2 separate regions of the Mus musculus genome follow, and region 2 is linked to region 1. The links are chromatin contacts, called in public Micro-C maps. All regions are on one chromosome and are shown on one strand. The core of a region is the stretch at or near the end of the contact, and the rest is flanking DNA. Distances in the headings are between cores, read along the strand shown. Region 1 overlaps Spag1 (sperm associated antigen 1). Region 2 overlaps Gm38600 (a long non-coding RNA gene).

Region 1 (2,890 bases), core at 287-2,786:
CCTTCCTCTTTGAGGAAAAAAAAAATCACTCTGCTTATTTCCCTCTAAGATCACTCAGGACTACCTAGATTGAGCTAAATTATATATACATACATATATACATATACATGTGTGTATATATATTATTACATACATATGATAATGTTATATGATATATATAATTGAGCTAAATTATGTATATTAGATTCACATCTGTTTTTTTACATTATGTTTCAGCCATGACTGCTAAGGCTAAGGACTGTCCATCATTGTGGGGCTTTGGAACAACAAAAACATTTAAAATTCCCATCGAACATTTGGATTTCAAGTATATTGAAAACTGTTCAGATGTGAAACACCTGGAAAAAATTCTTTATGTGCTGAGGTAAGCATTTAAAAAATGATTTCATGCTTTTTATGCCATTGCCTTCAGGGAGACAAATCAACAATGGAAGTGTTGGGGAATTTTCAAATATTGAAGTCAGTACATAGGTCCCTGATTGGTTTGATTCTGTGGTTTTGGACCACATGAGACATGGCTGGTTAGGATCCAAGTGGGTAGTCAGCTGGCCTCCATTGGCTGTCCAAGAAAAGGTAAAGCCATGGAAACATGCTACTGGGGGAGGCGCACTTTTTGGTTCTCTGACAGCTAAGGGTGACTCTCTGCTGCCTGATCCCAGGGAAGATGGTGGAGAGCCTGAAACAGGAAGTTATCCGAGCCTGGTGATGTCAAATCTTGTATGGGTGTCCAGATGTAGTTGTTTTGAGTGCCTCATTCTCAGCCGTTCCACTTCAGGAAGCCTGAGAAGGGAAGCGAGCTTTTAACAATGCAGCTGATTGTCATGAGTTTCAAGAGTCTCTGCCCCATGGAGTACCAACCTGGGATGTCAGTGGGTTTCCTGAGAGATTGGATTTGAAGAAGAGCGTTCGGCTGCAGAAGCACTTGTGGCTCCTGAGCCAACAGCCTTCCCAGGATGCAGTCATGATTCTTGGCTCTTCACTGGTCCTTGCTTTTATTTTCTCTGACCTTCTTCCCTTTAAAAGACTTATGTATGTATGTATGTATGAATGTATGTATGTATGTATGTATGTATCTTGGCACATGTATGCCAGTGCCCAAGGAGGCCTGTGGAGTTCAGAACTTCATCTAGCTTTCTAGGGAAGGGATTCTGTTTCTTGAGTGGTTTACTTTAAGAGTGTTTTGTCTAAGCTGTTTCTCAGCCATTTTCTCCTCATACATTAAAAACCAACAAACAGTCCTGGAGAGATGGCTCAGTGGTTAAGAGCACTGACTACTCTTCCGGAAGTCCTGAGTTCAATTCCCAGCAACCACATGGTGGCTCACAACCATCTGTAATGGGGATCCGATGCTCTCTTCTGGTGTGTCTGAAGACAGCTACAGTGTACTCACATATATACAAATAATTAAATCTAAAAACAAGCAACAGTGACAAGGGCTGGGGATGTTTTACAATGTCTGCCTCGTATTCATGAGACACTGGGTTTGAGTCACATCAGTGGAATTTGGTGGCAAGCATTCGCCGTCCAGCACAAGGAATGTGAGCCCAGAAGGATTAGAAGTTCATGGTCATCCTAAGCCACAGGATGTAGAAATCAGCCTGGGCTGTATGAGACCTTGACTCAAAATGAGACTTTTTTTTTTAACAGAAACTCTTTGACATGGAAGCCTGCATTATCTGTCAGCCTGTCTCTAATACTGAATTTCCAGTATACATTTTGAAATTGCTCTGTGCATAAAATGAACATATATATGTTAGGAAAGAGAATATTACTTATTGAAATTAAATATGTATTATTTTATGCATATGGGTATTGAGCCTGTATGTACGTCTATGTGCATCCAGTAGCCACAGAGGCCAGAAGGTGTTGGTTGGAGGGAGTCAGATAGCCTGGAACTAACTGCACTGACAGAAGTGAGCTGCCACGTGGGAATGAAGTCAGGTCCTTTGGAAGAGCAGCCAAGCTGGCTCCCTGGCCCATAATTCAACCTTTAATGTGTGTAACTCACCTTGGTTTCTTTGGAGTCCTCAGCCCTGTGTATGCTGTAGATTTGCTGATGGGAATGGCCAGTGATGGCCGAGCCAGCCTCCCAGCTCCCGCCTTGCACAGCCCTTGAGATCAAGGATGGTAGAGCCTCGAAGTAAGATGCCAACTCTAAAATTAAACTGCTTTTTAAGGTCTGGTGAAGAAGGCTACTATCCTGAACTCACGGAATTTTGCGAGAAGTGCCTCACCAACTTGGCTCCTAAAAGTCGAGCTCTGAGGAAGGACAAGCCTGCAGAGACAGCATCCAGCTTTTCAGCGGAAGAGTGGGAAAAAATCGACAGTGATCTAAAGGTAGAGCAAGCATCCATCTCTGGCAAGCACGCTAACACTGTGCGTCCACTTCACTCACCTGAAATTCTGCCTTTCCAGCTTGTCACTGACCGGCTTTTCGGGGTGATTACTTCCAAAGGAATGGTGGCGTCATAATTCTAGTAATGTACTGTGAATTTGTGTGTGTGAATGCTTTCTGTATCATGTTCAACCATAACCAAATCACCATCTGTTTCTTTCTATAAAGATACTTGGAGCCGGGTGTGGTGCTGCCACCTGTAATCTTGGCACTGGGGAGGCAGAGGCAGGAGATGAGAAAGGGGTCAACCCTGGTCACACAGTGAATTGGAGGTCATTTTTCCCTACACAAGACTCAGTCACAAAAAAACAAAACCAGAAATACTTGATATTTGGCTGTGCTTATTTGTTTGTTTGTTTTGGACTTTCTTGATCCCCCCTAAATAAATTAGGAGAATTCAAGTCATTTGAGCAAAGAATTTAAAAATATTTCTGTCTAGATGGCAGTATTTTTATGGTAAATCTGGAGATCAGGTAGTGAAACCTTAGCTGCTTT
Region 2 (2,700 bases), core at 31-2,530, 150 kb after region 1:
GCCACCTTCCTTCTCCACCATGCTGCTTTCTCTAGGAAAGATCACAAAGAAGTAAAGTGACTAGTGTCTCCACAACTTCACTCTACCATACCACACAGAAGAAAGCTTTTAAAGTCACCAGAAGTCATGAGGATCGGAAAACCCTCCAAGCTGCTGGTTTTCTTTATCTGCCAATTTTGAGGAAAGGGTTATTTGAGCTTGGTTCATGGCTCGTTACAACCTGTGTCACCTTAGATGAATCACATAGCTCCCTGAGCCCCTAATCTGCTTAAGAGTAAGGACTTGTGGACCTGCTCAGCAGCAACAGCAGCTCTGAGACAGGATGAGCCCAGCTCCTCAGGTAGGTTCTCTCTCAGTGCTGACAGACTTCCAGCAGTTAATTGCCAATCTGTTTTCATTCATTCCATTAGCTCCTGTGAGTGGCTGCTGTGGGTTGAGAGCCATGGAAACACCTCGATAAACAGGAAGCTGTCAGTCTGGTCAAGAGTCAGGTATATATGCAAATAAGACTGATAAAGCATTTCAAGAATAGGCAGAGTGGGAGCAAGAAGGGAGGGGTGGGGATTAGAAGTGAATAGAGAACAGGCAAAGAGCAGGCTTCAAAAGGGAAGAGTATTGTTTGGCTTCAGGTAGCTCAGTCATTCCCATAACTGATCACTTGCCAACATAGATCTTACCTCATGCAAGAGAAAAAGCAACATCAACAACAAAAATTTTGTTCCTAAAAATATTTTGTAATCTGTGCAAATGTTGGAAGGCAAAACAGGAAACCCAATGAGAGTCAAGGGCAACCAATTCCTTCCTAAGTCTCTTGTGCTTACCGCAGGCAGTCTTGGAAGTTTCCTGCCAGGATGTTCACCAGAGAGGAGCAGCCTGACCGAAGCATTTGCTCCTCAGGACTTCCTTTTAAAAGAAGTTGATTTCATGTCACACAATCTCTGTGGTCTTGGGGGACTCCTCCCCCCAGATTGCAATATTCACGAGTGATTCAGGAGGGAATGATTCAATCGTGTCTAATTGTACTGCACATGACATTGAGGAACGGCCTTCCAAATCACACAGGCTTGCAGTACATCAGTGTGGCAGGGCAGGCTGCCTGGGGATGAGTTTTAGTACCAGCACTTGCTAGCAAGGCGACCTTGTTTCTGGGAGAGATAAATGACATGATTGCTGCACAGAAAGCAGCATAGCATTTGGCTCAAGAAATGAACACAGATTCCCATCAGTTCTTCCTTGGACGTCTTTCCTGGTGCTGCTCTATGGCTCCAGCCACTGCCTAGTGTTGCATCACCTTAGGCTAAGTTCACAGCTATCTCTGTAGTATAGTTCAAACTCGGAGAGAATACTTTAAAGTATAACAAAATATCTCAAAGCTGGGTGATCATGAGGAAGGCTCACCATAGTGGCACAGTGTGGAGGTTGACTAGAGACATGGTAAGTTGGAAGAACGACAGACATTCCTTCTAGGTGGATGCTAGGCAGCAAAGCTTGGAACAGCATGAAAATAAGGCCAGAGCAAAACAAAGCAAATATAACTTTTAAAGACTTGTATTGTATTGTTATAGCTTTCTTCCCACCCACTGTCTAGATTTTCTTAGGACATCTGGTATACCCCGTCCTAACATGTTTTCATTCCTGGTGGTGACCTTTACCACCTAGAAATGCAAGCTAGCTGGATAGCACAACTCCAGTGAAGCAATAGGGCATACTTATTACTTCATGGTTCACATGCCCCAGATCCTAATTTCACTTTTTTCAAAACAGCACAAGAATCTCCTCTCTCTCTCTCTCTCTCTCTCTCTCTCTCTCTCTCTCTCTCTCTCTCTCTCTCTCTCTCTCTCAGAGTCTAGTGTAGTTTACAAACGACTGGAATCAATTGGCAGAAGCCTTCCAAACTGTGTACCCAAATAAATGGCTACTCTTCATAAGTTGATCTGTCACAGACATTCATCACAATACCAGAAATGTGATTAGTGTACCTCACACAAATGGTGGGAAACTAACACAAGTAGACTTGTTTATAACACTAGGGGAGGATTGCTACTTTGATCTCAAAGTCAAATGTAGTCTGGCCTAACTGCCAGCCAAGCTACAGACCCAGACAAGAGAACTTCACTCCCCAGTGACAAAAAACATAAAGCAAAGGACTCTCAGCTGGCTGAGGATGGAAGAATGCAATCTAAGGAAAATCCCTGTCAGTTATGAACCCACCTTTAAGTAATTGGCATCTATGCATCTGGGATGTTCACCACTGGATAAGACTGAACTAGCCCAGGCACCATCAAGAAGGGATGCTAGAGGGAGGAGGTGGGAAGAGCTGTTATCAGGAGACAATTTGGTCTTTAGAACATAAATCCTCCCAGTGGGTAGAGATCGTGGGAAGATCTGCAGGAAATGTTGTCAGGGTACCACTTCCCAAGTCCATGTTTCCTGGGGATAATTTAAAAGTTTAAAATTGGAAAAGGAGCCAGACAGGGACATGGTGGCACATGCTGTAATCCCAACACATGGGAGGGAGGTGGAGGCAGAAGGATTAACAGTTCAAGGCCAGCGTTTGCTTCCTAAGACCCTGTCTCAAAGCAAAACAAACAAACAAACAATCAACTAATCCCAAACAAAAAGTCAGACAGAAAATGAGATGACCCAATGTGGGAACGGTGATAGAGCTACTCTAAATTGTACAGTGCCCTGGATTTAACT

Evidence for each region. A called contact is a pair of places that touch in the nucleus more often than the background predicts.
Region 2: a contact with region 1 is called in a Micro-C map of granulosa cells, with 4 times the contacts expected there. The contact joins two enhancer-like sites. A contact is called at or near these places in 1 of 39 promoter capture datasets (embryonic stem cells), 5 of 484 Hi-C or Micro-C datasets (CD4 T cells, Th1 cells, embryonic stem cells and 2 more), 5 of 115 datasets of contacts at active chromatin or transcription factors (the SCID.adh cell line, bone marrow-derived macrophages, effector CD8 T cells and 2 more) and 3 of 9 other capture datasets (adipose tissue, liver and pancreatic islet).

Annotation. Positions count from the first base shown.
Region 1 is chr15:36,181,480-36,184,369 of GRCm38.p6, forward strand. Spag1 (sperm associated antigen 1) reads left to right here. Exons shown (of 20, transcript NM_001359982.1): 3 at 217-364; 4 at 2,178-2,337. Among named protein-coding and RNA genes, the nearest start is that of Spag1, 6.2 kb to the left of the region's middle. Within about 2 kb of position 1,537, at least 23 of the 459 cell types and tissues checked have an H3K27ac peak or open chromatin away from gene starts, as enhancers often do. A contact at or near this core is called in granulosa cells, where this site is marked.
Region 2 is chr15:36,333,636-36,336,335 of GRCm38.p6, forward strand. All of the region lies in intron 4 of Gm38600 (a long non-coding RNA gene), which reads left to right. Among named protein-coding and RNA genes, the nearest start is that of Gm33826, 4.1 kb to the left of the region's middle. Within about 2 kb of position 1,281, at least 35 of the 459 cell types and tissues checked have an H3K27ac peak or open chromatin away from gene starts, as enhancers often do. A contact at or near this core is called in granulosa cells, where this site is marked.